Regions from separate parts of the Mus musculus genome. Here region 2 is linked to region 1. A link is a contact called in public promoter capture Hi-C data. All regions are on one chromosome and are shown on one strand. Each heading gives the region's core, a stretch centred on a gene start, on an enhancer-like site or on the middle of the called end of the contact. The rest is flanking DNA. Distances are from core to core; before and after follow the strand shown.

Region 1 (5,672 bases), core at 2,380-4,879:
TGTGTTCAAGGCCACCCTGGTCTACAGAGTGAGTTCCAGGACAGCCAGGCTACACAGAGAAACTCTATCTTAGGGGGAGAAAGAAAACAACAACAACAACAACCCCCCCCCCCCGAAAAGCCTAGGTTTGATTTCCTAGAGCTATAAAAAAATAAAAAGGCTCTTTTTAAAATAAATGTTTCTCATGCATTTACGACTCTTGTAAACCCAAATTATTCTTAATTATTCCTTTGCAATTATATATATATATGTATGTATATATATACATACATATATATATATATATATATATTATACTTTGATCATGTTTCCCAGCTCCATCATCCTCTTATCCCCAGCCACCAAACCCTTTCTTCTTATCATCAAGTCTCTCTCCTACTTTCATGACTATCTTGGGGGTCCTATTTCATTTAACCGGGGTTGCTTGTGTGAGCGGGTGGGGACATAAGATCATTCTTAACCTCCATCTTGGGATATCCACAAAAACCCAAACCCAAACCAAACCACAACAAGCACTTACTCTAAGCCAGGGAGAACCATCCTCATTTGGCAGGAGAGCAGAGCAAGGCAGGATATAAGATCTATAGGGAGTATTGGAAGTATGCTAGGAGGGGTAAGAGGGAAGGAAAAGGTTGGAGAGCCCGTACTGGCCAGAGAGAAGAGGGCTAGACCTGATCCCCATCCTGGCAATATAAAAGCAAAGGGAAAAAAGTGAGGACGTAAAGATAAAGCAGAGCCTTCCAGAGGGACGCGAGAGGCACAGCCAGTGAGGAAGGGTGGATGGGAAAGGACACTCCAGGTAGGGGAGCAGATGGTGAGGTCTCAGAGGTGTGGCAGGTGGTAGCTTGTTAGAGATGTGCCAGCAGGGTGGGGAGGCTTAGGTGTCGGTTTTTCAGCGGGGTGATGTGATTGGATTCCTGCCAGACTGCTGGAGAGCCCCGGACACAGTCCGGGCTGGAGGACTTTGTTCCCAGTTGCTGAACTCTGGTAGGTGGTGAGTAATGATATGGGTTGACATCGTGAGATGCGGCAAGTGTTCCATGAAGTTCCCTGTTAGTGGCCAAACTGCCACGCACGGCTGGAGACTCAGCTGTCCTTTCAGAAGACATGATCTGTCTGTATACCCACTTTCTTCCTTTGCTTTCTTTTTTTTCACCCATCCTTCTGTTTGGTGGGGCTCGGGCTCTTCTTTACCCTTTCCCTGTTTCTTTTCTCTTGTCTCTTGGGTCTTCCTGCCAGGACCACAAGTTTTAGTAAGCTATGCTACGGTCCTGCAGTATTTCTCATCTTTTCTTTTGCTGAGACAGGATCTTGCTTTGTAGCTGAAGCTAGCCTTGTATTTGGAATCCTCCTGCCTCAACCTCTTTCCCTAATGCCGGAATTACAGGCTGTCCAGATCCTGCCAGGCTGATGTTTTTCAACCCCCTTAATGGTCTGGGCAGGTGCAGCTCCCTCAGACTGGGTAAGTAGGCAGGATGCCAGGTGTCTATTTTTCAGAGGAAGAAAGGAAAAAGAAGGGAATACATCAGGGGTTTCTCCTAGGCCCACAGGGAGAGGGGGGAGCTTTCTAAAGTGGTCCTCTGCCTGTGATTTGGGACCCTGAAAGGGGTTGAACCGGACCCTTTCTTTCACAGGGGGCACCTAAGACATCAAAAAATACAGATGTTTACATTACGATTCATAATACTACCACAATTATAGTTATGAAGTAGCAACAAAAAATAGTTTTATGGTTGGGAGTTTTGTCATAACATGAGGAACTGTATTAAGGGGATCACAGCATTAAGGCTGAGAGAACCACTGCTCTAAGGGATGGGTGTGTTGTTGTGGCAGTAATTCACAGCACCTTTATTGGAAGCTTTCTAGGTGAAAGGCCCTGAGGTGTAACTTTGTTCAAAGGGTATCTGGCAGAAAAGGAAGAAGAAGAAGAAGAAGAAAAAGAAGAAGAGGAGGAGGAGGAGGAGGAGGAGGAAGAGGGGAACTGAGAAGAAGAAGAAGAAGAAGAAGAAGAAGAAGAAGAAGAAGAAGAAGAAGAAGAAGAAAGAAGAGGAGGAAGAGGAAGAAGAGGAGGAGGAGGAGGAAGAGGAGAACTGAGAAGAAGAAGAAGAAGAAGAAGAAGAAGAAGAAGAAAAAGAAGAAGAAGAAGAAAGAAGAGGAGGAAGAGGAAGAAGAAGAAGAGGAGGAGGAGGAGGAGAACTGAGAAGAAGAAGAAGAAGAAGAAGAAGAAGAAAGAAGAGGAGGAAGAGGAAGAAGAAGAAGAGGAGGAGGAGGAGGAGAACTGAGAAGAAGAAGAAGAAGAAGAAGAAGAAGAAGAAGAAAGAAGAGGAGGAAGAGGAAGAAGAAGAGGAGGAGGAGGAGAACTGAGAAGAAGAAGAAGAAAGAAGAGGAAGAGGAAGAAGAAGAAGAGGAGGAGGAGGAGAACGAAGAAGAAGAAGAAGAAGAAGAAGAAGAAGAAGAAGAAGAAGAAAAAGAAGAAGAAGAAGAAACAAAAAACTCCAGTAGATCCTAGGTAGGGCACTTGCACAGATAAAAGAAAAGGCTGGGCATGGTGGGGCACACCTTTAATCCCAGCACTTGGGAGGCAGAGGCAGTCGGATCTCTGAGTTCGAGGTCAGCCTGGTCTACAGAGTGAGTTCCAGGACAACCAAGGCTACACAGAGAAACCCTGTCTCGAAATAAATAAATAAATAAATAAATAAATAAATAAATAGAAATAAAAAGAAAGAAAGAAAAAAAAAAGAAAAGGCTAACAGGCCTTCTTAATTTATGAGTCACTGATTTTCAAGGAGTGCTTCAACATTTATTGAGCACCTCTAAGACAGGCCAAGTACCTAGTACCAAGTACCTAGGCACAAAGAGATAGTTCCTACTGTCATATGGCCACCCCTCTGTAGTGAGAGTCACTGTTAAATGGATGCAGCTGACCAGTGCTCAATTTGCTCACCTAAGACGCGCTTGAAAGCAATTCAAGGAGGCTCAGAAGCAGAGCAAAAAGCTAGGGGCCAAGCCTGCAGCTCTAGGTTCCCCAGGCCTCGCTGGAATGTCAGTTTCCTCCATTTAAGATCTGCCAGGTGTTTTTGAGTGCGCAGAAATAGCACTCAGGGACACCCATTAAAAAGATTCCTGAAGCCCACCCCAGCGTTATAGAATCAGAATGGCCTGATCTACATTTCCACCCCCACCTAACCCCCTCGGGACACTTTTGAGATAGTTAAGTTACACACCCTAACCTAGAGTACAGCTTAATAGGGAGATAATAACCTGCTTTGAAGATAGGTCAGGCAAGCGATTCAAGACCTAAATGGGCGACGTGTGTAGAAGAGGCTCTTAAACAACAGTATACTTCCTTGCAAATGACAGTAATTAAAACATCCAAATAATAACCAAACAATAACAGTAAAAGAACCGGAGGGCCCTCTAGGAAGGTGGCTTAACTAGAGTATTACAGCCAGAGCAGTTCGAGTGACTGTCTCTTTAAGGTTCCCTCCCCCCGCCGCCAGGGGCGTGTCAGACAAGGTCAGAGGCGCGTGCGCGTGACTCCTCGGGGCGGTCGCAGCGGCGCGACGCCTGCGCTTGTTGCGTGCGTGCCTGACCCCGCCCAGGCCTCGTCCCTGCCCTGCCCCCTCTGCGGGGCCTCCCCCGCCCGCGTCGTACAGCTGGGCCAGTGACGCTGGCGCAGCCGTCGCCACCGCCGCCGCGTTCCATCCTCAGGAGCCGGCCACCGCTCGCGTCCTCGTCCTCGTCCTCCTCCTTCGTCAGCGCCCGGCCGCGTGAGCCAGACCAGGGCACGCGAGGCGTCGCGGGGGACCCGACAGGGAGTGCAGGCAGGCGGGCGCGCTCAGCGGCGGAGCGGGTTCGGCGACGCGGGAGCTGCTAGCGCCCCCTTTCCCGGAGGTCTCGGCGCCGCTCCCGGGTGAGTTGTCACCGCCGCCCGGGCTGGAGGGGCCGGCTTTGTGTCAGCGGCGCGCGGGGCCGGTTGTCAGGGCACTGGCGGGCAAGCACTTCCTCAGGGACGCGGGCCTTCTGCGCGGCCGCCTGCTACCGCGCCGGCCGGTGTCAGCACTGCGAGCCGCGCGGGAGTAGCCGGGTCGGGCCGCTCCGAGGGCGGCGGCGTGGTTGTGCCGGTGCCCGAGAGCGGAGAGCAGATCGGGCTCGGTGGAGCGCGCTGCAAGGCGGAGGCCCTCCAGTCCAGCGAAGCCGCGGTTCCGCACGGCGGGACCGGCTTGGCCGAGGTGGGTTTCCTGAGGAAACCTTGCAGCCGCTCGCCTGTGCGCGGGAGCGTTCTGGAGCCCCAGCGCCTGGTCGCCTCTTCAGTCGCAAAAACTTTTCTTATTATGTGGGCTGAAACTTGCCGAACCCATTTCCTGTTTTGTTTCGGTTTTACTGTAACTACATATAGACTTTCTTACTTGTGAGACTGATGGTCCCTCCCGGGACAGCCACCATGGTGGAAAAACTTACCTGTAACGGAATTGGGAGGGCAGCAAGGCCGGGGATCCCAAAGAGGCATTAAGTTCATTGGGAACTTTACATTAGTTCAGCAGAGGCCCAATGTTGTTGCCACACACTTCTTTGGTGACAAGGTAGTGTGCTGCCCTTTGTTGCTCTTGTTGGTTGGGGTTCGAAGAGAGGTGCGGGGACATTATCCTTTTCAGTTAAGCCATGGGTATTTAGTCCTTTCTAGATCTGCAAGATCCGCAGTGACTTTCCACTTTTCACTGGTCAATCGGTTTTTGGTGTTAGAATCCCTTTGGTTAATAATAATAATAATAAAATCACACATACACACACACACACACACACACACACACACACACACACACTTTTGTGCTCTGGGAATTCTACACCCAGGCTGTCACCATCTAGTGGAGACTAGTAGAGACATGCCCTTGGCTTTGACTTCTTAGTTTTCTGAGCTTTGCATTTTTCATTAGATGCACATTCAAGTAGAAATGAGAACTGTCTTGAGTTGGGGGTGGGAGTGGATTCCTGTATTTCAATAAAGGAATCACTTCATAAGGTGGTGATACTGTGGAAAACTTGTTGAGGGTTTATTGTGTCCCAAGCTAAATTCATTTAGCGTGTGTGAGTTTGAGTGTGTGAACTTGTGCTGGTGTGGAGGTCAAAGAACAAACTGCAGGAGCCAGTTTTCTACCTCCCAGCAATTGAACTCTGGTGATCACGTCTGGTGCTTCTCCACTCTGAGCTATCACACTGGCCCAAGTTTCACTTTTGATCTCATGTAATAATATTTGAGGTAGGGCCGATATTATCCTTATTTTTTCAGTTGAGATGAAAGTTACACATGTTAAATAATGTAAGCCACAAATGTAAGTTCTGGAGTGTCTAGATTCTTCTCAAAACACCACTGTTTGAGGCTCTTTCTCTGATGATAAGCATCCCTAACTTGCTCCTGGAAGCCCAGTAATGGTAGGTTGCACAATACTAGTTCACTTTTTTTTTTAAATTTCATATCATACACAGCATATGCCAGTCGTTACCTGGTTTTATAGATACTGGGATGATTAAAACTGAAACCAGACAGATTTTCATGGTGCTCAACTTTTAATTTAGTTTATTTTGATTTATGGTGTTAGTTTTCATTACTGTTTGCTGCTTTTTGTTTGTTTTTTGTTTTTTCGAAACAGGGTTTCTCTGTATAGCCCTGGCTG
Region 2 (5,352 bases), core at 731-3,230, 2.9 Mb after region 1:
ATTCTTTGGCACTGTTTGGTCATTCTTAGGTTTTAGTGTTTCTAGACCCTCAATGCTATATTACATTGAAAAAATAGAAAATTATTTAGTATGTGCCTTTCAAATGTCTCAGATCTTATTCACATAGTTAGAAGTGTTGTGTGCCTTGATATTTCCGTGGGTGCCCGAGTGGGATACATTAGCTTCTCTTGGCACTCTATAAACATTGTCTGTCTATTTGATATTCATTGGTGGTTAATGTTTAATCACCTTTGCCCTTCCCTGGTGTCAGTCTTCCCATGTCATTTATGTAATATTTGTGTTTATATCCCTAAAAAGGAATATAGAAAACAGAAGTATCTGTAGTCTACTCAGTTCCTGTCCCCCCTCCCCTTTGAGGGTTTACTTTTACAAGAATCTATTGGAACACTGAGTGTAAATACAACTGCCATTTTTGTCCATTAGACAGTTCTCTTGCTCATAGCTTTCATTCATGAGTATTTTTTTTAAGATTTATTTATTTATTATATGTAAGTACACTGTAGTTGTCTTCAGACGCACCAGAAGAGGGCGTCAGATCTCATGGTTGTGAGCCGTCATGTGGTTGCTGGGATTTGAACTCAGGACTTTTGGAAGAGTAGTCAGTGGTCTTAACCACTGAGCCATCTCACCAGCCCCATTCATGAGTTTTATAACCTAGGTGAACTAAGATTTGTTGTAGGACAGTGAGATTTTTTTATATATATACCAGTACTCCACGAACATCTTTGCACAAAAATGTTTGTCGAAATTGCTTCTCTGTATAGTTTACAGCATTTGCCATTCTACCAAAAGATCGCAATTAATGTAGTTTGCAAATGGCTTTTAGTCTATGCTTGTTTAGCAAGTGTATTGAGCTTGTTCTGTACTGTCTACAATTTTCTGCCTTCTTCCCATATAAGTAAATGATTGAGGGTATAAGTAAATGATTGAGGGAAAACTACCCAAGGTTATGCTATGTCTCCTCCCAGTTGCCATTCCGCTGGCGGAAAAGACTAAAGTATCAAGATCTTAAGCATGAAAATAGTGAAGTCTGAGTTTATTGAAGCAGGGTTGAGAATGTTGGGAGAAAATGGAGATGGATGCTCTACTATTTAGAACGAGGCCTTCTGGGAAGTAGAAAAAAGGAAGTTTGACCCAGTGTATCTTAGTTTGACCTGTAATTTGCTAGGAATCCCAGTCCGATTTCAACTCACTGTCCTGCCCCATCTCCTCCTGAGTGTTATGATTTCAGATACAACACCATCCCGATGTATTTGTCTCTGTTGGGAGTAGAATCTAGTTCCTCGTGTGTGCTCCTTAAGCACATTAGCCGTTTTCTGGTTATTTGGGATTATGAATAATTTCTCTGTTGTTTTTTGCCCAAGTGAAATGTGTGGTGTGCTGTTGATAATTGTCTCTCCGATTAAGGAAAATCTGAGGGATGTAAAAATCAAGATAGGAAACATTCTTTGCTTTCTAGAAGCTTGCCATCTGGGAAGACTTTCAGACTCGGAACCTAGACTAATAGGATATTTCTCAGGTTCTGTTTACCCACCAATCGCTTTGGTTTATTGAGAGTACAAACAGTAAATTTTATCCGTTTTGAGGAACTGTTCAAATAAATACTGTGGAGAAATGGGAAGTGTTGGATTTAAAATGTCACTACAAAACAAGGCACGGTGTCCCCACACATGGAAACCAAATAAATAGGTTCAAGCCCATCCTTTCCTACAAGGTATGTTTGATACCGGCAGGGAACGCTCGAATCGCAGTCTCAACCAAAAACAAGGGAAAATGTCACTTGTAGACTGGAAGAACGCTAGACGCGCCTCAAACCCTAGAGAGGCCTCAGGTCGCGCACATCCTTACATCTATGCGAGTGGATTAGGCCAGCTCCAGCCCCCAGCCCTCGTGGCCTGCGCGCGCCACCGGAAGCTCCGTCCCCTCCCGGGTCTAGGGGCCAACGTCGCCGAGGCCGGAAGTTGCGACACCGGTGAGACCTCTAGGGCGGGGCCTAGGACGACCTGCTCCGTGGGCCGCGAGTATTCGTCGGAAACAAAACAGCGGCAGCTGAGGCGGAAACCTAGGCTGCGAGCCGGCCGCCCGGGCGCGGAGAGAGAAGGTGCGTGCCCAGGGTGTGCGGGGCGGAGGGTGTCTCTGCCGGTCGTGTTCACCGTCGCCTGCCTGCCGGGGGTCCGGGCGGGCCTGTGTCTCCGAGGGCCGCGCTGCGGGCGTCTCTAGGGATGAGGGGCGGGGTCCAGGCGGGCGGAGATCGAGGAACCCCGCGTGGGAAACGGGGTGAAGCCGGTTTCTCGGAACCCAGCCGGGGCCAGACTGAGAGCAGCCTTCTCCGAGCTTTGGTACCCCGGAAGTGCTGGCTTCCCCGGGCGGCCGGGAGCAGATGGCTGGCATCAGGGGTGGCCTCTCGATCAGAGTGGAGCTAGAGATAGAGGAAGCGCCCTAGGCTGGGTCGCCTTGAGCAACTGGTGAAACTCTGCGTCTGGTGCCCCGAGTGTGTCATAGTCCAGAAGTGAGTGAGTGGCACTCGGGGCTAACTTCTCAGTGTGTCTGTTGGCAGGCGAAGAGTCGTATGGCGCTTGTTCTTTCTTCAGAACTGTCACGATGCATGTGTCTGACGCTTGTAGGCGCCTTTAGTGTTTGCTAGTTCTTCCCTTTCACGTTTTCAAATGTGGCACTGCCGCGAACAGAGGCTCAGGCACATCCGCCTGGTAGTGGAGGACGGAGTGCATGAGACAATTGAGGTAACTTTTTACATAACTAGGAGAAATGAGAGTTCCAGTAACAGAAACGTAGAAGAAACGTGAGCAGGACAGGCGATCTGTTCAACTAACGCATAAGATTGACTGGGTTCAAGTTTGGAGAATGAGAGAGAAATAAGGAAGTTAGGCAGTGGTTTGGAAATAGTACTTTTGAAGTGACAGCGGGTGAAGATGGCCTGAGGTCAGAGCTGTAAACTGTAAACATGGGTCACTTAAGTAGATTTGCTGTTTGATGTTGGAGCAGAGAACTGGGTGGACACTTAGGGAACACAACAAAGAGCCAGGTAGAAGGAGGACAACGAGGCTGCTGAGGAGGACGAATGCAGAAACCACAATAGTGCAGTGTCACAGAAGCTGAGAAACACGGAAGCTTCAGGGAGCATTGTCAGCGATAGGAATGAAAGGCCTGGTGTTGTTTTAGAAGGATCTCTGTACCATTGTACCCTTGAAAGATGAGCGTGAACCACAAATACTAGTTTTAAATGTTCCCACAGACACTTTTTTAAAAAATTTTTTAGAGGTTTATTTATTTATTATATGTGAGTACATTGTAGCTGTCTTCAGACACCCCAGAATAGGGCATCAGATTTCATTACGGATGTTTGTGAGCCACAATGTGGTTGCTGGAATTTGAATTCAGGACCTTCAGAAGAGCAGTCAGTGCTCTTAACAGCTGAGCCATCTCTCCAGCCCCACAGACACATTTTTAAAGGTAACAAGAAGCAGTTGAAATTAGTCTTAATGATTTGTTAATCCAGTGTAGCTAACAGTTTCATTTTTAACAGGAAATCCGTGTCAAATTAACTTGTCCTCTCTAGATAGTTAGGAGGCTCTTCAGTGACCAGAAGCAACCCCTGACTACAGTATCCCCAGCACCTGGCACAGTGTTTCCTTGTCTAAAAGAAACCTGATTCCTATTTGCTGCTCCAAGAATCCCTATTTGGTTTTCAGATGTCTTTTCCAGTTCCTTGTTTGAGTGAAAGCAGAAAGAATTTATGCAAGTTAATTAGATGTAAATATTCGTTTTTAATTTAAAAATACTTGTATTCCATCCATTTCCACAGAAGGTAGAGACATTGACTCACAATAAAAATAACTTCATTACAGAATTATTAAAATAACTTTGGGTTGAGTCTTTATAATTTCCAGGTATAGGCGGTGCTTTAGGAGTCCCAGCTACTTGGAAGGCTGAGCTGGAAAATCACGGCCAGCCTGGATAACAGAGATGGTGAATGACTCGAGAGTAGAGCGAATTCATCCACCTGATCTAACCTAGGATGGCCTGTAGTCTGTTTGACAGTACAGATAGAGACCATGTTGAGTCTTATTCTGTGGGTGTGATATGTATGTGTGTGCACCTCTACTTTATATGCAAAGCTGAAGTCTTTGCCTATATGCTCACAAATTCAGAGGCCAGAGGAGGACAGGGGGAGCGTTTCTCCACTGTTTATTGCCTTACTTAAAAAACAAAAATGTTATTTTTGTGTGCAGGGTTGGGGGGGCTTCCATAGTAATATTCGGAAGTCTGAAGTTAGCTCTCTCTTCCCACCTTTATATTAGTACTGGGTACTGAGCATAGGTCTCCGGGTATGTGGGACAAGTACCTTTACTGTCTGAGCCATCTCGAGAAGTCTCCCCCCACCCCCACCCCCACCCCCGCCCCCTGGGCCTTTTTATTTAATTTTTGTTGTTGTTTTGCTTGGTTTTGTGAGACAGGGACTCTCTGTGTAGCCCTGGCTTTCCTGGAACTCACTATGTAGACCAGGCTGGCCTGAAGTTCACAGAGATCTGCCACCACACCCAGCTTAATTTTTAAAAACTTAATTGTGTGTGTGGGAGCACGTGCGCCATGGCACACAGATGTTATAACACACATGATCACTTTATGGAATCCTTCTTGTCTACGATATGTGGGCGCTGGGGATTAAATTCTGCTTGTCAGACGCGGGCTGCACCATGAGCACCAATTTTATTTTATAAGGCACAGTCTCTTTATTGAGCCGAAGCTGTTTCAGCTAGGTGGGCTGTCTGTCAGTCTCCTGGGAGCCTCTTGTCTCCACCTCCCAGTGTTAGGACTGTAGGCGCAGGAACTATGCCTGGCTTGGATGTGATGCTGGGAATTTGAGCTCTGCTCCTTTTGACAGCAAGTGCTTTTACCCACTGAGCTAACTCCCTAGATCCTACTGTCTTGATATACTTTGAGACTGTTGGTGTGTTTCACCATAGACCTAAATGGATATTAATTACTCTTGTGATTCTAAGGCTCTCGGATGTACTATTGAGCATATACTGCCTTTACAGAATCCAAAAGAAAATCCATATTCTAAATACAGTTAATCCTGAAGGTTTGAAATAAATTATGAGCTGATTTTAGCTCATGTTCATTGTGTCTTGTGAGCCCGCCAGTTTTACCATTGCTTTGAAATAAGTTGCAGCAATAAGTCTCCATAGCAGAGCTCCAAACCTCACAGCTTAGAGCACTTAAGTTAACTCAGGGCTCTGCTTCAGGGTGGAATGTGTGGCTCAGCTGGGACCATTTTGATTTGAGCATCTTCTCCTGGGGCCCAGGTTG

Evidence for each region. Promoter capture Hi-C pulls out the DNA fragments that hold promoters and counts their contacts.
Region 2: a promoter capture Hi-C map of pre-B cells shows a contact between it and region 1, with 7 times the contacts expected there. The contact joins the promoter of Psen1 here to the promoter of Susd6 in region 1. A contact is called at or near these places in 3 of 39 promoter capture datasets (the C10 cell line, liver and pre-B cells).

What each region holds. Positions count from the first base shown.
Region 1 is chr12:80,786,903-80,792,574 of GRCm38.p6, forward strand. It overlaps Susd6 (sushi domain containing 6), which reads left to right and starts at 3,630. Exons shown (of 6, transcript NM_178682.4): 1 at 3,630-3,913.
Region 2 is chr12:83,686,172-83,691,523 of GRCm38.p6, forward strand. It overlaps Psen1 (presenilin 1), which reads left to right and starts at 1,981. Exons shown (of 12, transcript NM_001362271.1): 1 at 1,981-2,122.